4 separate regions of the Mus musculus genome follow, and all the other regions are linked to region 4. Evidence: chromatin contacts called from public HiChIP or PLAC-seq and promoter capture Hi-C data. All regions are on one chromosome and are shown on one strand. The core of a region is the stretch at or near the end of the contact, and the rest is flanking DNA. Distances in the headings are between cores, read along the strand shown.

Region 1 (4,846 bases), core at 1,035-3,534, 820 kb after region 4:
GCTACTCCAGAGCTCCTGTCAACTCTCCATCAGTCCAAAGGCTGTATAAAAACCCTGGCTGCTGTGCAATACAGTAGCTCTGCACCTCAATGCTGGCCTTTGGAATCTGTTTGGCCAGGTTAGTGACTCCGCCTCCTCACCCACTCCTTGATCCTGGTTCCCACACACATGCTGCCTGGGCAAGCACAGAGAGGTTTACTTGGGCTTATAAACAATTTTACAACGAAGTCTAAAGTTAGCAACAACAACAAGAAGTCGTTTGTAAGTAGTATGTCCATTAGAAGTAGAAGAAATTTCTCAGTGTGTCACACAGTCTCAAGAGATATGTACTTGGGAGAAAGAGACAGAGACCAGCCTAGGCTACATGGTAAAACTCTATCTTAACCCCCAAACTATGGTCCCTCCCTATAAAAGACAAGCGCTATAGTAAGCCAGCACCTGGTCCATCACTATAACAGTAGTATATTTTATTTATTTATTTATTTTGGGTTTTTTTTTTTTTTTTTTTTTTGAGACAGGGTTTCTCTGTGTAGTCCTGTTGTCCTGGAACTCACTCTGTAGACCAGGCTGGCCTTGAACTCAGAAATCCGCCTGCCTCTGCCTCCCAAGTGCTGGGATTAAAGGCGTGCGCCACCACCGCCCGGCAACAGTATGCTTTTAAACTTGCCATTATTGCTCACTAGAATCTAAATAATGACTAATTTCCCTTTAGAATTCATAATCTTCTAACTTGATAAAAAGACTGGGACTATCTCCTCTGTATTTTACAAATGAACGAAGGCTCACACAGAAGTTAAGTAGCCTGCCCCAGATGGAATAAATAACTAGAACAGCCAACTTAAGCACAAAAGTTGGTACTCCAACCCCCCGCAAACTCTGTCCACTCTATTTATAGATCCTAAAGCACTCCGAGAAAGCAACAAAGAAGTATTATGACAATGATTAAACCATCTACTGTTTCAGACAGCGCTGGCCTCAGAACACACCAAGAAAAAAAAGGAATGTCCAGTAACTTATCAAACATCAAGACATGGCCTTGCTATGTATCCTGGGCTAGCCTAGAACCTAAGTGCTGAGATTACCAGCATGCACAGTGCACTCTGATGAAAATATGTCTGACACAAGGTCTAACCCCAGCTGCCCTAGAACTTGCTATGGAGCCCAGGCTGTCCTTAAACTTGCTGGCTCTCCTGCTTCTACCTCATGAGGCCTGTGCCACCTGACCTGGGGAAAACTCAAATGTATCAAAATTACCCCTCCTGCTAATCTGTGTCATTATACGGCATCTAGTACCAATTTATACAGTCCAGCTAAACCCTGCATATCCAACCCCAACACATGGAGATAACCTCCTCTGAGGACAGAAGGCTGAAGCATACTTTTGGGAGTGCCACCAAATAATAATTTAAAATCCTGGGCAGACACACTATTTGAGGATAATACCCTGACGCTCATTACAAACAAAAACCCAGAATACCAAGATCTATTAGCTTGTGACACCTGAGGCTTTATTCAAACAACTGTTGAGACTCGACAGCTATTACATTAATTTACTGCAAACAGCTATGCCTGATTTACTCTTGTTTACACCTTGAGCCAAGCATACAGCCCTTACTTAATAAACACTTAATGAATTTATGTCTATTCATGGCTTTTCAGAGAACACACGCAGCTCATCTCTTCCTATTTTCCACATACTGATATATCTTTTTTCTTCGGGAATTCCACATAGGAAAGGCCGCTTCAGCCTACAAGGAGCTCATCCAGCCCCCTTGGATGTTGGGTGAAATTTGTGGTCTACTCATTTGAAATGCTTCATCGTGGGGACACTTAGTCCTCATAGGCATAAGGCCTCGGGTATGGCACTCGGAGATCTACATTCCCTTCGTCGAGGCAGAAACTGAGCAGAGCGAGGCTTAGGGACGTGTTCAAGGTCGCCTCAGCAGGCAGAAGGGATCATTATTGTCCCCGCACAAAGTCGACAGCACCTGCCATAGGGAGGAGGTTCCAAAGCTCCACCAAGCCCAGCACCGGACCTCCTCCCAATGCACCACAAGGTCACAGGGGTGCTGGGGTCCTGGCACACTGCGCTAAAAAGCCACCTTTGTCACGCTCATCCACACTACCCACAGCTGCCCAGATCTCGGCGCCGAGCCGCGCGGAGCTCCGCTTGCACCTCAGACTCCGACCACGGCGGATGGAGGAGGTAATTAAGGGACAAGGGCGGCGGCGGCAACTCACCACGGCTCTCTCGCGTATTCCTCCATCTTGGCTCCAACCCGCGCGAGAGTCTACGGCACGCTGGGCGGAAATTGATCCCCGCGACGGAAGTGATCCCAGGCGGAGGCGTGCTACTGGACGGGGATTGGAGCATCTCTTCCTGCCGCAGCCAATGGCAATCGGACTCCTTGTAGACCCGGAGCGTGGAGGCTCCCCGGCCAGGGCGTGGAGGTTCGGGGGTTCGGAGTACTGAGTGACAGAGTTCAGATCAGCCCCGTGGCCTGGGATAAACATTGATTGCCCTTTTTTTCGAGACAGAGTTTCTCTGCCCTGGAACTCGCTTATGTAGCCCAGTCTGGCTTCAAACTCAGATCAGCCAGCCTGTGCCTCCCGAGTGCTGGATTAAAGGTGTGTGTCACCACTATCCAGCCGCTATTTTTTAAAAAGTGCTTTTGCTGTCAGGTATTTATTAATAGTGCTACTTAATTTGCCGTGAACAGTGAATCTTTAATAAATATATGTAGCTCTTTTAGAGCAGATCTATATAGTCATAATGTCTGGAATGTAATAGATAACTTTTAAAATAAAGATTATTTTTATTAATTGATGTATGTACGGGATCTGGTGGGTGCATGGAGGTCTAAGGAGAGTCTACAGAACTGGAATTGTCAGGGCTGACAGCGAGTACTTTACCCACTGAGCCAATTTAGCAGCCCGAAAATAAGTGTTCATCTTATAGAGACAATTGGACCATTTCAGGAGCCATGGCCAATTTGAGACCATTGATTTTGGGGGTCGTTGGTGCCAGATCCTCTTCCATGCCTCCCCACAAAGGATAACCCAGAAAGCATGAGATATGTTTAGCCCAGAGAAAAGAGACTGAAAATAGGGCTATAGTCATACTTAAGTTGGTAAGTCAGATCCCCAGCATCATACACACACACACACACACACACACACACACACACACACACACACACACGGTTATGGTGGCACATATTGAAGTTCAGTGTTATATCCTCAGTTGCATTTAGAGTTCAAAGCCATCCTGAGATACTCCAGACTTCCCTTGTTAAAGAAGAAAAAGCTAAAAGTATGAAGTTTCACCAGCCTTATCAGGAAAACACAGTCACTGCCAGCTATAAAGGGAGTTCTTGTTCCATTCCACCTTAAAACAACAACAACGCCGGGCGTGGTGGCGGACGCCTTTATTCCCAGCACTTGGGAGGCAGAGGCAGGCAAATTTCTGAGTTCGAGGCCAGCCTGGTCTACAGAGTGAGTTCCAGGACAGCCAAGGCTACACAGAGAAACCCTGTCTCAAAAAAAAAAACAACAACAACAACAAAACAAAGCTAGATATTTGAGGCTAGACAGATGGCATAGCAATCAAGAGCCTGACTGTTCTAGAGGACTGGGGTTCAATTCCCAGCACAAATGGCAACTCACAATTGTCTGTTACTCCAGTTTCAGGGGATCTAACACCCTCTGCTGGCCTCTGCAGACACCAGGCCCACTTATGATACACAGATAATTCAGACAAAATACTCATGTTTTAATTATTTTTTTAAATATAGGTACTTATTTAATAGGAAAGCCAATGTAATAAGTAATAGACTGCAGTGACAAATGACATATTTTCCAGACTTTTTTTTGGGTGGGGGGGTGTTTCGAGACAGGGTTTCTCTGTGTAGCCCTTGCTGTCCTGGAACTTACTCTGTAGACCAGTCTGGCCTTGAACTCAAAAATCTGCCTGCCTCTGCCTCCCAAGTGCTGGGATTAAAGGCGTGCACCACCACTGCCCCGCTCAGATTTTTGGAAATAAGAGTCAACCAGCCATAGAGCTACAGAATAGCAACAAAATGTTTCTAGCTACAGACTAGCAACAAAATGTCTCTAAAATTTTGAACTGAAGCTGGGTGCGGTACACACCTGTAATCCCAGCAGAGATGGGGAGACGAGGATCTCACGTTCAAACTCATCCCCACTTACAGAGCATGGTCCAGGCCATCCTGGGCAAAAGAAAAAAAAAGAAAATAGAAAAAAGAGAGAGAAAGAGGGAGGGAAGAGGAAAGGAAGGAAGGGAGGGAAGGAGGGAGGGAGGGAGGGAGGGAGGGAGGGAGGGAGGGAGGGAGGGAGGGAGGGAGGAAGGAAGGAAAAAAAGAAAAAATCCAACACAGTCTGGCTAAATGGCTCAGTGAGTAAAGATGCTTGCAGTCTGCTGACGTGAGTTCAATCCTCAGACCCCACAGGGTGGAAGGAAGGAACCAGCACCTATGTTCTATGACCTCCATGTTCCATGTTGCCATGGTATTCAAGTAAACACACAAAATGTGAACATTTTATTGAAATCTGATACTTGAAGTGCTTTAATATTTGAGGTTAGCTTCAAACAAACAAACAAACAAACAAACAAAGGACTGGAGAGATGGCTCAGGATGCTTCAAAATTTTGAAGACAGGAGTTTGTATCATAGCACCCATCAAACAAGATATATATATATATATATATATATATATATATTTCTGTGTGGCTATAATCAAGAATAGTTAAATCTAATTAGTTGTACAAGCTGAATAGGGAATAAAGAATGTGGGAGGGACAGCACGTAACGTAGAAGGAGGAGATT
Region 2 (5,522 bases), core at 1,828-4,327, 830 kb before region 4:
GCAGATCCTCCACAATCATCTGAATAACTGCCTGACTTATTTGATTTGCGGCTGCATTTTCACAATGTGTCGTCGTTTCTCTCTCTTGTGCGTGCACCGGATTATCTTGGTCTGCAACAGGAATAGGACTCTCAGATCTATTTTCAACCTCTAAACAAGGGGGTTCATCTGTATCAGAGTCACTGAGGTCCTCAGCTGTTAAATCTTGGCTGCCTGATGACTTCTCTCCAGGCATCGTATCATTCAGGAGATCACTGCTCTCTGTTTCAGTCTCATCTAATCCGTTTCCAATAGCACCACTGTCTTTGTTGGCAACAGCCCAATGGATGGGATGCGTGGCCTGAAGATGTCGTTGAAGTGTTGAAGTTCCTAAGTGGGAACCTGGCCTACCCCGGCTCACACTTCTTTTACATATGTTACACACAGCTCTTGAGATGTGCTGAGGGTCAGTATAAAAAAAATTCCAAACTGCAGATGTCTTGGCTCTCGTTCCTGGAATTAAGGCATGCTTGACAATGTTGCTTTTGATGAGAAAGCGCCCTCTTTTTGCCCTCAGGGCATCAGATGCTGACTTATCGCGCTTCTTACCCATTCTGTTTTCATCTACAGAATCAGTAGGAATATACTCAAAGCTTCCATTGCTTCCAGGAGAAGGAGGAGACAACGATAAATCCAAGGTAAAGTCCTCCTCCCCATTAGTGACTCCAAACTTGTTGGCCCTGGTCCAGTGAGGAGAATGCCTTGCCTGAAGATGTCTTTGAAGAGTAGATGTACCAAGATGGCTGCCTGGCTTACCCCTGCTGACACTTTTTTCACACAGGTTACAAATTGCTCTCCAGGTATATTGGGGGTCAACATGAAAGAAGTGCCACACAATGGAGGTTTTGGCTCTGGTACTAGGCAGATAGATTTGCTTTTCTATGTTGCCCTCAAAAAGACTTTCTTCATCTTGCTCAGGGGCACCGGAAGCTAACGAAGCAGGGGCATCAGCAACAGGTCTCCCAGACCCCAAATCCTTACTAAACTTTTTGGCAAGAATCAATTTTTTTCGGCGTCTTTTCCCCTTAATTCGCAAACCCTTCTTTCTTTTCTTTTTAGCAGGCAATTTTGTCTCTTTATTCGCTCCTTCTGCCACCATCTTTCCCTCTACCACATCGTCTTCGTCTGTGTTTGAATTAATGGAAACGCACCCCAGAATCCCAGCATCACCAAAAGTACTGCATCTTCTGCCAGGAGAGATTGAGGAAACTGGTACACTTAGAGTACATACACTCATTCTCTTTATGTCTCCACAATGCGGACCAGAACCTCTCAGTGGGTTTATTACTCTGGCAGAAATACAGCTGACCCTCTCCACTTGTATTACCTTTCCTCCAGTTTCTATGGGGAGTCAAATTCCCTTTCAACTGATGATTTCCAAGCCAGGTTATTTTTGGAGGAAAAATGACAGCAATGGAGAACATTCCCAAACTCTGTCTTGCAGGGCTTTAGGAGTTCTTGTAACTTTCAAATTCAAATCGTCCAGTGTCCTTATGTTATAGAAAAGAGAACCGAGGCCCATTTTCCCACCGTCATGGGATCTGGAGCAGCTAAAGGTTAAGTCTTCCAAATTGCAGGTTCACGTTCTTGCTGCCGAATCAAGAACTTCATCTGCTGGAAATGCCTTCAGTTCTTAAAATATGTACTTTTAGTGAATCCACACGACAACAACACTGGCTTTCCCTTAACTTCGGGAATATTTTCAGGAAATTTCACTTAAGCTTAGTGCACCACTCAACAGTCATCATTTAAGACTGACTTGCCAATACAACCTAAAAAGTCAATTCCGGCCAGCTAAATCAGATTCCACATACTAGGCATTAGCAGTAAGCGCTAGCTGTGCCCTTTCTGTTCTGATATTTTGAAAACTATAGGTGGCTGAAGAAAAATTAACTGGAAATAAAATTTCAAAACAAGGTAACAAGCTATATTCTTCATTTACGGTTTCTATCAAGAGTTCATATTTTTAGACTGAAGCAACATTACATACAACCTGTAAATAACTCATAAATTGACATTCTATGAGCAGCCAAACTAAAATAAGCTTTAAACCACTTCCATTCCTTTTCCGTGGGCCCCCTCCCCTCCCCTCAATACCAACACGTTTACCCTACGAAAGCATGGCTACCACTAGCTGCACAGCCGCCTTCTCTGGGTTCAGAACCAAAGCCTGGTAGATGTCAACAAAACGAGCCTTCCCCATGGGGATCCGCACCGATTATGGGCGTCTAAGGGGTGTTCTTCGTACGATCTCACCAATCCTACAAGAACGAAGAGTCCCTGTAGCTCTTGACTTCGAGGATGAAGGCTTGGGCGGGAGAGTAATCAGGGTAGGGAATGGGAATAGGATACCAGAATTCGACTCTGTATGTGGAATATTAGAAAACCTCCAAAGTAGTGGGACCCTAGAGAGGAAGGCGAGGAGGTAAAGTCGGGTCCAGGCACTTGATCTGATCTCGGGAGGGAGGGCCAGCTAACTAAAGAAACTGATTCCCGGAAGAGAGCAACCTAGTGTCAGTTCCCCCTCCGGGGGTCCGAAACAGTCGCTTTTCCGGGGCTACCCGGGAATCCCGGTTCGGGAACACCGGATGTGGGGGGAGGGGGAAGAGGTTGGTAAGTAAGGGAGCAGGCGCCGTGGGGGTGGGGCGGAGCGGGTGGGGGCAGGGAGGGTGGGAAAGTGAGCTGAAGTCTGCCTAGGAGCCCAGCAGGCCGGGGCCGCCGGCGGGAGTCCGGGTAGCTGCCGTGCTGATGGGCCCGGTTCAGACTTCCCGGGCTAGGCCGAAAGTCGGGCGAGGGGAGGCCGCTGCCACTCCCCTCGCCCTCTTCTCCCTCCCAGGCCCCAAGTCACCCGGGAATCAAAAAATGGGTCTAGTTACCAGAGAACAGAAACTTTACCGAACCGATGACAATGTCTCCGACTCCCGCGTGCTGCCACGTCTTTCTCTTTTCTTAGCTGCGGTCGCCCGCCGTCCTCACAGCAGCCGAACAAGCAGAAACCCAGGACTGCCAGCGTCAAAGATGGCGCCCGGCTACAGGCTCGCCTTTAAGGCTGGGCCAGTGAAAGTGCCAGCACGACGCAAAGCGCAGGCATTCTGGGAGTTGTAGTTTCCTCTATGAGGCCAGCCTTAAAATGGCTTCTTGGGTCATAGGGTCACGTGTCACGGAGGCACGGGGACCGGAATTTCTTTCTGTGGACCCGGATGCCTATCAGAAAATTATTCTTCACGAAAGTTTTGTTTTGTTGTAAAATCAAGGAGAGAAGCAAGAAACCTGTCTACCAGATACCAAACATTCAATTTATGTTAACCAGAGTGTGTATAATGAGCCTTCCAAACCTGATAGACATTTAATTAAAAATTAGCTCCGAACTAACTGACCTGTTGTGGCAGCACTTAAGAAGCAGAGGCAAGCAAGTCTCTGTGAGTTTGAGAACACCCAGATCTATATAGTGAGTTCCAAAACAGCCAGGACTATTTAGAGAGTCCTGTATCACAAAACAAAACAAAAACAAAAACAAAAACAAAAACAAAAACTACTTTTCTCTTGCAAAGTTGAAGGACTTCCATAGCAGAAGTTCTGCTCTGGATGCTTTCCTTTACTTAATCACATTTATCTGTTTGTTTGTTTTGGCTTTTGAGACAGATATACTATGAACTCCTAACCTGGAACTTGCTCTGTAGACCAGGCTAGCCTCCAATCTTTAGCAATTCTTCCTCTCCTTGAGTGCTAGTGCCACAGGCATCTGCTACCATGCCTGGCTAGTTTTGTCTGTCTTTCTTTCTTTCTTTCTTTCTTCCTTTCTTTCTTTCTTTCTTTCTTTCTTTCTTTCTTTCTTTCTCTCCTTCCTTCCTTCTTTCTTTCTCTCCTTCCTTCTTTCTTTCTTTTTTTCTTTCTTTCTTTTTTAAGGTTTATTTATTTTATATGAGTACACTGAAGCTGTCTTCAGACACACCAGAAGAGGGCATCAGATCCTATTACAGATGGTTGTGAGCCACCATGTGGTTGCTGGGAATTGAACTCAGGACCTCTGGAAGAGCAGTCAGTGCTCTTAACCACTGAGCCTTCTCTCCAGCCCATTTGTTTGTTTTCTTAAAACAACGTGTGTTAGAAAAATAATCCATGTTTGATAAGAAAGTTACAAGATCGTGCAGTATGTAAAGCACTTTCCATGTATGCCTCAATTCCATCCCCAAAACCCATAAAGTTGTCCTCTGACATTTAAAAGTATACTGTGACAGGAACACCCATCAGACAACAATCTTTTTTTTGTTTTGTTTTTGTTTTTGTTTTCTTCAAGACAGGGTTTCTCTGTGTGGCCCTGGCTGTCCTGGAAGTCACTTTGTAGACCAGGTTGGCCTTGAATTCAGAAATCTGCCTGCCTCTGCCTCCTGAATGCTGGGATTAAAGGCGTGTGCCATCACTGCCCGGCGACAACAATCACTTTTAAAAAATGAAAATAAAATTGTAAGTTCAATCGCCAAGTTGGGGGTGTCAGGAAGTTATGAAGAGCAGTGGGGAAGGAGGAATTTACGAAGGTTGAGAGACAAGAAGGAAAAAAATATGAGCAACTACCTCTCATTATTCACGTTATTTTGTACTTTTTCTTTAATATGAAGACAGACAGAAACACACACACACACACACACACACACACACACACACACGCTCGCGCACATAGTTTTTGGGAAAGAAATGGCCTCTGGGCCTGGTATAGTAGTATACACCCCTGATTCCAGCTCTTATGCCACAATAACATAAGATCACCACAGGCTAATCAAGACTATGTAATAAAATCCACAACAAAACATTCGAGGCGTGGTGGCGAGCACCATTAGTCCCAGCACTGAGAAGGCAGAGGCAGGTGGATCTCTGAGTTCAAGGCCTGCCTGGTTACAGAGAGAGTTCCAGGACAGCCAGGGCTACACAAAGAAACCTTATCTGGAAAAACAAAACAAAAATGACATCTGACCTTGCAACTTTAAGTCATAATGACAAACCTATGCAGGGGTAGCCAGGGTGCTCTAAAAACCTTTGCTTTGTTTATTGTTTTTGCTATTACTGGGATTGGGGGGGGGGGAGGGCTTGCTTTTGTTGTATGTCGAGACAGTCTCACTCTATAGCTCAGGCTGGCTGTGAACCTCTTGTTCTGCCCCAGTTTCCCAGCTGCAGTCCTTCCAGGCCTGTGCAGCTGGCCCTCAGCTATATTTAGATAACTGTACTAGCTAGGCATTGGAGAATTCCAAAATAGGGTATGTTCCTTGTCCATATGGCAGTTTGGAGTTCTCCTGAAGATGTGGTAAGTATCTCTCAGGCAGTGAACACCAAGCATCAAGCCGTGGTTTACACGGAAGTGACACACTCAATTCTTATATGATCCAGATAGATGTGTGTGTGAGTGTGGGAAGACTATAACACCAGCATGCTTCAGTGAAAGGGACAGCTGTTATTCTTCGCTCCAGCCCATTTGTACCTAAAAGGGATGG
Region 3 (5,494 bases), core at 337-2,836, 880 kb after region 4:
GTAGCTGGCATGAGGCATGCTGGGATTTGTAGTGTGCCCACCTACCACTGCTTTTATATTGGTTAGGTTTAAAGTATGTTGGCCTCAATGGAGCCTTTGAAATAATGAAGGGCCATTATCATCAAATCTTACAAGAGCTTGCAATCCCCTTATATCAGTTTTATGTGTTTGCAGCTCCCTTTAAAAAGTTTGAAACCACTAATTTGGGGGCTGGGAGTGTAGCTTAAAGTAGCATGTTGGCCTGTTTGAGGGCCTACCCTTAGCCCTGGGCTGGATGGGGGAAGGATTAGCAAAACTTTTAATTTTGGCAACTGTTTCTTTTCTTTTCTTTTCTTTTCTTTTCTTTTCTTTTCTTTTCTTTTCTTTTCTTTTCTTATTTGTTTGTTTATTTATTTATTTATTTATTTATTTGGTGGTGTTATCGTTTTTGAGATAGTCTCACTTTGTAGCCCAGGCTGGTCTGGAACTCTTTAGTGATGATCTTCCCGCCTCAGCCTTCTGAGTGCTGGGATTACAGGTGCGAGCCACCAGGCCGGGCTAGCAACTTCCATATTATTTTAAAAGGTAGCGGTACTCTATAGAGGGCAAGCGCCTTAGCTGGATCACAGTGCACCAGCCTGGAAACAAAACCCAAGTCTTCCTGCCCTCTCACCAGAGCGTCTACCAAGGCACTCTGCTGTTTGAATGTTAGTGTTAACTCAGCACACTCCCTCCCAGGACCTGTCAGGATCCAGAAAGCCCCTGGAAACAGCCCAGGCAAGCCCATGGTAACTAACACCAACCACCCAGCTCTGTCACCATTTGGAGTCCTGGTGACTCCTGCAGTTAAGAATGTGGAGGTGGGCACTGGAGCCAGCAGGAGGCCTCCGGAGAGGGGGTGGAGTGGGAGTCCGCAGCCCACCTGAAGGCCAGGCAGTGTTTCTGCTGTCTCTCGGTGATGAGTAAGGTCAGGTCCCTGCAGCAGTACCGCTGGTAGCAGGTCCCGCAGCAGAAGGTGAAGAACTCGCAGTCAAATCCCGGATGCCAGGAGCCATTCCGGTCCAGATACCACAAGCAGTCCTCACTCGCCAGCGCTGCGGGCAGGGGTGGAGGTGCCCAGTGGACACCAGTCCAATTCAGTTCTAGCCACCCTCAATCTCACTGCCTTGACAAGCTGAAAGCTCACTTTTGTTTCTACCCTAAGCTAGAAGTCCTAGAAGCCCCTTTCTCCCTGAAGCTGAACCCCGCGCCTGGGGGTCAGGTTCCCGCTGCCTGACCTCTCAGCGCCCTTTCTTTCCTGCTCCGGGAACAACCGCAAGCATCTGGGGGGCATGGACACCCGGAAGATAGCCTCTGAGGACATGGCTGGTCCCTTTCACCTCTCCCTGATCTCGCCCCACCCCACCCATCTCGTGTCGCTCTCCATCCCTTACCCAGAGGAGCCCCAAGCACCAGCAGGACGACGGCTGCGAGCGGCGCGGTCCCGCGGGGCCCCGCGGGCGGCATGGCGAGAGGGGGCTGGGCGCGGCCAGGACGGCCTGGAAAAGGGGCCGCAGGACAAAGCTGGACGAAGCCGGCCGGCGGGAGCTGCAGCACCGCCCAGCCCGCGGCCAGGCTCTGGCTCCTCTCCCGCCTTCTTGGGGCGGGACTAACGCCCCGCCTGCAGTAACCCTGCCAGGGCCCCGCCCAGGGGTCTGCCCACCAGCGACGCCCACCCAGCCTCAGCACCGGCCTGGTACCCCTCACCCCAAGACACAGCCCTGCTCTCTCTGTCCACAACAGTGTGGTGACTCCTTTAGTCTGAGCCCTTAAGGGCACAGCCAACAGCTGGTCACTGCGGTCAGGGAGGCCTGGCAGTACCCTGTGCCCGCCTCTCTCCTGAGACCAATCATTATCCCAGACCCCAGAAACACTGATCCTGGTGCCACCTCCTAATGAACAGCTCATGGGCCAACTCTGGAGGGGCAGGGCCGCACCTTCCCTTGTGTGGGACCTCCTCTGCTCTGGTGTCCAGTCTTGGACGTCCTGCAGGGGGAGGATGGGGCAGCGTCACCCTGCCCCCATTCCTAGAAACAGGCATCCATTGAGAGGAAGTTCAGAGAAGCTTTGTCCCCATCGGTGCCCACAGGGCCTGGGCCCTGGCAGCTGCACTGGCTCCTGAGATGGCCCCTTCTCCCTCTGAATGGACAGCTCCAACTATAGCCTCACTCCTCACCGGTAGGGGTGGCCGCCGCCACTTGAGACACAGCCAGTTAAACACTTTACAGTGGAAACTCTTTTTCTTCATGGAGCAAGCCTGCAAAAAATACTACATAAGCTATCAGGGTCAACAGTTAGTTACAGGTGGAAAGTCTCAAAGAAGAAAGTCAATGTACCTTTACCAACTCGTGTGGAGTTGATGCAGGACTCAGCGTCAGAGCCTGGGGCTCCAACGAGCCAGGTTTAGACAATTACCCTCAATAGACAATTAAAATAACCAAATTAATAGTGAAATGTATTCAATATGGCCACACTGGAAAGAGGGTCATGGAGATCTAGTGATTCCTTTCCATGCCCTAGTCCTGTGGGTCTCAGCCTTCCTACTGTGGCAACCCTTTGACACAGTTCCTCAAACTGTGGTGACTCCCAACCATAATATTATTTTCATTGCTACTTCATAATTGTAATTTTGCTACTGTTATGAATGTAATGTAAATATCTGTTTTCTGATGGTCTTGGGCAACCCTTGTGTGAAAGGGTGCTTCTAACCCCAAGAGGGGTCTCGGCACAAAGATCCTAGTCCATCTCAAGTAAGGGCAAAGCTTAAATAGAGAGTAAGATATTTGACTAAGTGGTCCAGGCAAGATGTGATTCCCCTGCCCATTACTGCCTTGGCTCCTAGTTGCTCCTGCAAGGTTACTGACAAACTGTAAAGTCTTTCACCAGGAGATATGTGCCTTTTCTGTATGCCCCTGGGCCTTCACCAATTCCTCACCCAGCGGAAAGTTCCTGGGGTCCATTTCTTGGAGTCCATTCTTTCAATACTCTGACAGCTAAAGAGGAAGCAAAAGTCCCTAAGCATTCGTTCACTGCTGCCAGACAGACAGGTAGTTACAGAATGTGGAGTAGTCATGCTCCACCTGCATGCAGTTCCCTGACCAGGACTACCGATCAGCTGAGGCAGAGTAATGGCTACCTTAGTCTCCTGCCATGGACACTTAAGAAAATATTTTTTATGTGTCTGAGTATTTGCCTGCATGTGTGCATGTGTACTACACGCATGCCTGGTGCCCTTGAGGGTGTCTGATGCTCTGGAGCTAAACTTATGGGTAGTTGTGAACCATCCCATGGGCACTGGGAACCAAACCTGGGTCTTCCTTCAGCAAGGGCACCAAGTGCTCTGAACTGCCGAGTCGTCTTTGAAGCCCACGCCATAAGGCCCTCTAATATTTGGGCATCTACCTCATCGGACTCTTTGCACAACTCCCCTAGCTAAGCCACACTGGTAAATATTTCTATCATTACCATCACAGACTATAACTCAAATGTTAAAGGTTTAAGGTAGAGTAGCAAATGGTGAAGCAAACAGTAGGGCCCATTATCTCTACACAGGCGGATCTTGACTTTCAGCTAAAGGGTACACGGACCGAAAATGCTTCCTGGTGTTCAGGGTGAGGGAACCAGAGGTCATGGGCAGCAAAGCAGAATGCCAGTGAGTTAGGGAAAGGAAATCACGGAAGGATAGCCCTAAAATTATTCTTGTAGGTGGTGGCACATCCTTCCAGAGAGAGAGAACAAGAGAAGCATGCTCCGGCCACCAGAAGAGGCTGGCAGGAGTGTGTTGGACAGTCATAAATACCACTGCCAAGGACATGTCTTGACTCAGTACCACCTATGTCTGCCCACCCATTGCTGTCCTTCTTCCTCTATCATGAGCTCCATGAAAGCAAGGCTACTGTCACCAAGCTGCGGAAGTAGGTGCCCAGCAAAGGACTGTCCCTCCTGTCCCAAGTTGACTCTGCTCTCTTCTACGTGAGTGCTTTAGATCCACCTTGCCTGTCTCTGTATTATTCGGTATCTTGTTTGTTTCTTTTTAAAGATTTATTTATGTATTTTATGCATATGAGTACACTGTAGCTGTCTTCAGACACAACAGAAGAGTGCATCAGATGTCATTACAGATGTTTGTGAGCCACCATGTGGTTGCTGGGAATTGAACTCAGGACCTCTGGAACAGCAGTCAGTGCTCTTAACCTCTGAGCCATCTCTCCAGCACTGGTATCTTGTTTATAAAAAACAAAACACTTTATTACTTTTATTTGTGTGACATTAGGTAAGAGGATAAATTGTAAGAATTCATTTTCTCCTCCCAACATGTAGGTTCGAGGGATCTTAACTCAGGTCTTTAGGCTTGGCAATGATTGCATTTTTCAGCTGACCCATCTCACTGGCCCACTCCCCTGACCCCTCCCCCCTTTAAAACAAAACGAAACAAAAACAGATTCTCATGTATAGCCCTGGCTGGCCTGGAGCTTGAAGGCTGGCCTCTAACTCATAGAGATCCAGCTGCCTCTGCCTCCCAAGTGCTGGGATTGAGGGCGTGAACTACCATACCCAGTTACGTCAGTGGCTTTGTGTTTGGAAAATTCTAGGATAGGGGATTAGGATTCAGAGCGAGGGTGCCCACGCAGGTTGGGATTCTCATGTACGAACATGCACACAGTCATGGACAAAGGGTGGCCTTGCCTCAAAACTCTCAGTGCTGGCAGAAGCACGTGACCCACTACTTCCCGACTGGCCCTTCTTGACAGGGGATGCTGAAGCACAGAAATGAATAGTGAGCATGCGCTGTATTTCCATAGTGGACCCAAGTCCTGAGAGGACCATGGAGCAAAGACTGAGGAACGGGAGTGAAGACTTGCAAAAGATAGTGTTCTTTATATTTGTTCTTGTAGTAGTGGGCACCTTTGAGGGGAGGTCAAAGGTACTGGCCAGTGTGGGGTGTCACCCTGCCACCCAGCTACTGATAGAAAGGGGTACTCTTCCTCCAGAGGGTTTATAATGTCTTCAAGGACCTCTCAGAATGCCAGGCTCCTGCTGGTCTGCAGTGTTCTCTGCAAGCTGAGTGAAGCTACTGCAGTGTGGACTCCAGCATGGAGGATGAAGCGGGTAGATGAACTGGTGCGAGTGGAAGGAGCGGCCACCGTCTTAGGCAGTCTGTCTGGCCCTAGGAGCCGCCCAGGCAGTGAGGTGTATGGAGAGTGCCAGGTTATCTTTAAATGGCACTTTACTCAGCCTGCAGCTCTGCCAGCTGGGCAGGGTGGGGGCAGACAAGTTATTTTGAGATCTGAGAGTGAGTGCGAAGGCTGTTTACAGCTCTCCTGTCTGTCCCCTCTCCTGGGAAGAGCTTAGGGCCAGATCCTCGTCTCAAAACTCAGCACTCCAGCTGGGGTTTGTGTGCAGCCATCCTAGCACAGATGGGAACTGTTGAATTCGGACGCACAGGAACTTTCTTAACACATTTAGGTGATGATAA
Region 4 (5,362 bases), core at 2,442-4,941:
CTACCCTGTTTACCTTATGCCTGCCAACAAGCTCAGCTGCTTCTCTGGCAGCATCAGTAAAATGTTTGCCCAAATTTGTTGGATTTATTGTCCTTTCACACTGTGAATCTACATGAAAAAGATGCAGGAGCGCATGAGGTGGCGCACACCTTTAATCCCAGCACTCGGGAGGCAGAGGCAGTTGGATCTGTGAGTTTGAGGCCAGCCTGGTCTCACAGAGTGAGCTTCAGGACAGTCAGGGCTACACAGAAAAACCCTGACTCAAAAAGCAAAAAGATAAAGCAGCAGCCTTGAGCAGTTTTAGCACACATGAATTTTAGGGTTTTAGTCACTCTAGTAGACTTACGTGTTTGCTTCAGTTAATGGCATGTGATCATACAGATAGCTGTGTTACAGGGCTTGCCACACAACTGAGCTCTGGCTGTCCTGAAAACTTGATATGTAGACCAGGCTGGCATTGATCCACCTGCCTCTGCCTGCCCAATGCTAGTATTAAAGGTGTGCACCACCATACCCAGCTAAAACCACAAGTCTCTCTCGGTCTCAGAGCCAAGAGAAAGCAGGACAAGAGGATCAAGAGGATCAAGCTATTTGTCTGTAGCAGATGTATGTGCCAGCTTATTGAACCACAGCCTGTGAAATGTGGTTCATTTATCTTAGAGGACCAGGGAAGGTTGGCGGGTAGGAGAAGAAAACACAAGAGAAAGAAAGGGCTGATAATTAGCTCTCAGGCATCAGTGCTGGTTTCTGAATTTTGAGCCATGTCCACAGTTCATGCACTGAAGCCACCACTGAACAGTTACAGAAAACCAGGAAATAAAATTCATTGATTTTTTTAAAAATTTGCATAGCTTTACATGAAAAAAATATGTTCATAAACAGAATTCCATTCATTTGCTCTTTCCTCTTTAAAAAAAAAAAGTATGTGACTATGTTGCAGGAAATATTAAAAAACGAATTGGCATGTTCCTGCCCCAGTGGCCTGGTTGGCCCCGCACTGGAGGGCAATGGTTGACCTGTTGTTATCTCATGAAGACTCTCTGCCTCAGGGCTCCAAAATCTCTCCACCCAGCTCGCTAGGTTCTCACTGGCAGGTCACTACCACACTAACTCCATGCTTCAAATCCCCCACGGCCTTCGTGGTACACCCTGGGCAAACCCATGCTTTGCCGCCATACCTTTCTCTCTTGAACCCAGACGAGCTGCCCTCTGAACAAACTTAGTTCAGAAACGATGGTAATTCAGTCACTGGGCACAACAACTAAAATCCTAACCTTGTAAGCCTTATTAAACCTAAATTCTCTGGTGGCGAAACCTGACGCATGCTCCATTAAAACCGGGAGACACTTGTAGCTGCGTCCTGTCCTCATGCTATCCCCATCCAAAAAAGCCTAACTCTCTCCTGCTTCCTCTCTTCCTCTGTCCAACACGGAAGTCCCACTTACTCGCCCAGTGATTGGCTCCTTTATTCGTTAGGTGATGGTTCACAAGAAGTCACCTGAGTACATGACTCATTCCTCATTTGCATCGAGCAAGTGCTTCCCGGAAGAGTGGAATTAGCATCAAAATACAAGCAACAGCATGAATGTGTATGTCTATGTAACCTGTACACCCAGTTGTAGGGCCTATGGAGGCCTTTGGAAGGGCAGTGTCTGCTCTTAACTACTGAGCTGTCCTTAAGCATCCCCTTTGTGTGGTAGAGGCAGAGGATAGCCTCAAGTATTGTTCCTCAGATACTATCCACCTCGTTTTTTCCTTGTTTTAATTTAGTATGAGGGTAGCTGTGTGTGTGTAGTCAGGACAATTCAGTAGAGTCAACTCTCAGACTTTTATGCAGGTTCCAGGGATCTGACTGCAGTTGCCAGGCTTGCGTATGCCATTGAGTCCCCAAAATTTCTAAATTTTGTCTCTGCCCATCACTAGGATTACACGCTAGTGCCACCATGACTGAATTGTTCTCATGCTTGTAAAGCAAGCTGTTCACAGAACTCAAGATCAATCAGTTTCCTAGCCCTGGGAAACTTTATTTGTATGATCATCATCTGAGTTCTACACAGTTCTGTCATAGTTAAATCCATTCCCTTATGACGTAAAGTAACTGATGTCCTAACCTTTACACTTTTCCACCACTGTCTACTTTATCAGCAGCTCTTTCTGAAATTCAGATGTGGTTACCACAGTGCTTAATATAGAGCCAATTATTGGCAAATATTGATGTGTTTCTGTCCCCAAGCTCCATAGATTTCCATATCTTGTACTGTAAAGTTCAGTTTCCTTAACATGCATCAGATCCGTGGTGTTGAGGGGGCATATTCTACCATTCCGATCTCATTAGTACAGTCTCTCTCTACGCAGAAATATGCTTTAGTCGCTGGTTTACAAACCATTCTTAAGTTTGATCCCTTTTTTTGTTTGTTTGGTTTTTGTTTTTGTTTTTTTCAAGACAGGGTTTCTCTGTGTAGCCCTGGCTGTCCTGGAACTAACTCTGTAGACCAGGCTGGCCTCGAACTCAGAAATTTGCCTGCCTCTGCCTCCCAAGTGCTGGGATTAAAGGCTGTGCCACCATTGCCCAGCTTTAAATTTGATCCTTTTCTAGTGTACCCTGTGTCTAAAATCTTTCATTCCTGACAACCAAATGGTTAATTAAAATGATACCTACGGGGCCTGGAGAGATGAGTCATGGTTGAGTGCCAGCTGATGACTGTTCTTTCAGAGGATCTGGGCTGGGTTCCTGGCACCCATGTGGAAGGTTACAACAGTCAGTAACTCCAGTTCCAGACATCTTGTGCCCTCTTCTGGTCTCCACAGGCGCAAACACAATGCACTTACATGTAAGCCAAACACTTATAAAAAATATCTTTAAATAAATAAGTGGGTGTGCAGTGGTTGTGCATGCCTTTAATCCCAGCTAAGGTGGCCAGATCTGTCTGAGAACAACCAGGGCTACACAGAGCAACCCTGCCTTGAAAAACAAATACAGAGATAAAAGACCCAACATCCTAGACAGCTGTTTCCTAATCCATTTCTGAAATTGTTCTATTATATTTGAGTCTATGACCTTCTCAGGTTACTATTCTCACATACACAATGTCCATCATCATGTAATGTGGGACTAACAGGGGAGCAAGACTGCATTCTAGAACAGTAAGGTGGCTTAATTCCCTCGTTCTGATGTCCTATACACATTGCAAACCTTAGCCTTCTTCCTGTATTATGCCCGAGGGCATACCCTCTAAGGAAATGACGTTTTCAAAATTACTATAAGCAACGCTTTGCTACCTAATAAATGGCCACTATTAGTCTAGGCTTAATATTATCACACTTTTCGCAACACTAAATGTACTAAGCATTATACATACTTCTTACATAGAAAGCAATTGTTTTGTATCTAAATCTTGCTGAGGTGTGACCTGACCCGAATTATCGCCATCTACTCATGAGGCAAGGGAAATATCCCAAGAGTTAGTGGTAAGGCTAGCCATAGTGATTTGCTTAGGCCAATATTAAGGGCGCCTGGGAGACCAGGTATAGTGAAAAAGGATTGTCACAAGTAACTCCTGACACTTCCGTCCGGCAATAGAGAAAGGCGCCTGCGCAATAGAGTTCAGACGCCTGCGCAGAGGTACAGCGAGAGGCACGGGCGGGGCGCCCCCAGGGACCTGCGCCAGCGTAGTTCCGGGTGAGCCAGCTCAGATCGCGCGTGCGCCGTTGTGGCTGATGGTGTGGCGGCACGGCGATGGAACCCTGCGAGCTGCAGAACGAGCTCGTGTCAGCCGAGGGCCGGAACCGGAAGGCGGTGCTGTGCCAGCGTTGTGGCTCTCGGGTGCTGCAGCCAGGGACTGCTCTTTTCTCTCGCCGGCAGGTAGGAAAGTGCTTGATGCTGCTTAGAGTCGCGCTGTCCTGAGCGACCCAGCGGCTCCGGGTTGCTCCTGGTTCCCAGGTTTCCGGAGACCGCGCCCTTCCTTGCGCGTCTTTGCCCCTCCCCGCGTCGTGAGGCCCCGCCCACTGGCTTGGTTGGGGACTGGGACCCTCGTGTCGAGGCACAGTTGCCTGGTCCCCTAAACTGTTCTCTCTCGCAGAGTACTCCCTCAGAGGGTGTGCCTGTCCTAGGCGGCCCACCCGCCCCCAGGCTTTGGGTATCCTGCGCGAGCTAAGGGACGAACCCTAGCCCCCTGTTTCCTGGAGCTCTGGCTAACCTGCTGTACCCCGCAGGTGTATCTCCAGCCACCACTCGGTGTCGCCCCAGGGCACCTAAGAATCACTGGATTTCCTTCCCACCATAGCTTTTATCCATCTTTCAGTCCCTACTTGTCTCATTTGCTTCTCCCCAGAGGAGCTCCAGGATCAAGTTTGGTGGAGAGAATTCACACCGAGTGACTGCTAGTACCCAACTTTTCTAAGTCCCCCGAGATACAATTCCCAGGACGAGGCATTTCGAATAGATTTCGAAGGTTAACCATTCTTTTCTTGCAGTTAGGACTTTTTCATGTAGGATTTTGTGTGTGTGTGTGTGTGTGTGTGTGTGTGAAAGGTTTATAAAGTTAAATTTTAATTAAAGTGAAAGAGAAAGCACACTCCTGATGATAAGAGGTAATCTGGAATCTGAATCCTAAGGGTCCCCCACCCCCGTGTGTGTGTGTGTGTGTGTGTGTGTGTGTGTGTGTGTGTGTGTGTGTGTATGTGTGTTTAAGTTGTTTGTTTGTTTGACAGGGTCTCCCTATGTAGCCTTGGCTGGCTTGGAACTTGCTCTGTAGACCCAGCTGGCCTCTAACTTAAGAGGTCCACCTGGACTCCCCACTGCTAGGGATTAAAGGTATGAGCCGCGTATGGTAGGGTTTTAAAATAAGTGTCTTAAACCACCATCACCCCAATGAGAAAACTGAAAGAAAAAAAAAGTTTCTGAGCCCTTTTTTTTAAGTGTAACATGCGATCCTATTGGATAGTACAAACTAAATTGCTTTCAGACCCTCATTATAAATGGTTTGTAAGAAGCCACTGTTCTTTCAAGTGGTGGAGAGTCACATACAGCAGTGTCTGCTGCAAGAGCGTGTTCTGATGGCCTTGTCTGTGGAGTGGGTGGAAGTCCGTTTTAATAAGAACTACTCGGACAGGTAGTAGAGTTCTCCACTTATTTTGTAAAGTTAGTGGCCTTGCGGAGGGATGGAGCTGAGCCAGGGAACTGGATCCTGACCTGCGCACTTATTAACACCGGAAGAGCTGTTGAACCTCCATGACCTTGCGCTTGCTCCTTCTGACCAAGTTGATGAATAGGGAGATTTGGCACTGTGAGCACAGTGCCTCCTATATGGGACAGTTCTTGTTCTCGAATGGCAGCTTGCCTGCTTGTGTAAATTGACAGAAA

What was found. Promoter capture Hi-C pulls out the DNA fragments that hold promoters and counts their contacts. HiChIP or PLAC-seq counts read pairs in DNA pulled down with a chosen protein or histone mark.
Region 1: a contact with region 4 is called in an H3K4me3 HiChIP or PLAC-seq map of bone marrow-derived macrophages, with 4 times the contacts expected there. The contact joins the promoter of Timm17a here to the promoter of Rabif in region 4. A contact is called at or near these places in 1 of 39 promoter capture datasets (liver) and 3 of 115 datasets of contacts at active chromatin or transcription factors (bone marrow-derived macrophages, large pre-B cells and memory CD8 T cells).
Region 2: a contact with region 4 is called in a promoter capture Hi-C map of pre-B cells, with 2.8 times the contacts expected there. The contact joins the promoter of Zc3h11a here to the promoter of Rabif in region 4. A contact is called at or near these places in 3 of 39 promoter capture datasets (the C10 cell line, hippocampal neurons and pre-B cells) and 2 of 115 datasets of contacts at active chromatin or transcription factors (embryonic stem cells and memory CD8 T cells).
Region 3: a contact with region 4 is called in an HNF4G HiChIP or PLAC-seq map of pancreatic cancer cells. The contact joins the promoter of Shisa4 here to the promoter of Rabif in region 4. A contact is called at or near these places in 1 of 39 promoter capture datasets (pre-B cells) and 2 of 115 datasets of contacts at active chromatin or transcription factors (embryonic forebrain and pancreatic cancer cells).

Annotation. Positions count from the first base shown.
Region 1 is chr1:135,311,453-135,316,298 of GRCm38.p6, forward strand. Timm17a (translocase of inner mitochondrial membrane 17a) reads right to left here and starts at 2,285. Exons shown (of 6, transcript NM_011590.2): 1 at 2,242-2,285. The coding sequence starts at 2,267.
Region 2 is chr1:133,658,322-133,663,843 of GRCm38.p6, forward strand. Zc3h11a (zinc finger CCCH type containing 11A) reads right to left here and starts at 3,078. Exons shown (of 18, transcript NM_001276767.1): 1 at 2,916-3,078. It overlaps Zbed6 (zinc finger, BED type containing 6), which reads right to left and starts at 2,564. Exons shown (of 1, transcript NM_001166552.1): 1 at 1-2,564. The coding sequence starts at 1,276.
Region 3 is chr1:135,373,477-135,378,970 of GRCm38.p6, forward strand. It overlaps Shisa4 (shisa family member 4), which reads right to left and starts at 1,587. Exons shown (of 5, transcript NM_175259.4): 1 at 1,413-1,587; 2 at 902-1,073. The coding sequence starts at 1,485.
Region 4 is chr1:134,490,948-134,496,309 of GRCm38.p6, forward strand. Rabif (RAB interacting factor) reads left to right here and starts at 3,692. Exons shown (of 2, transcript NM_145510.2): 1 at 3,692-3,862. The coding sequence starts at 3,737.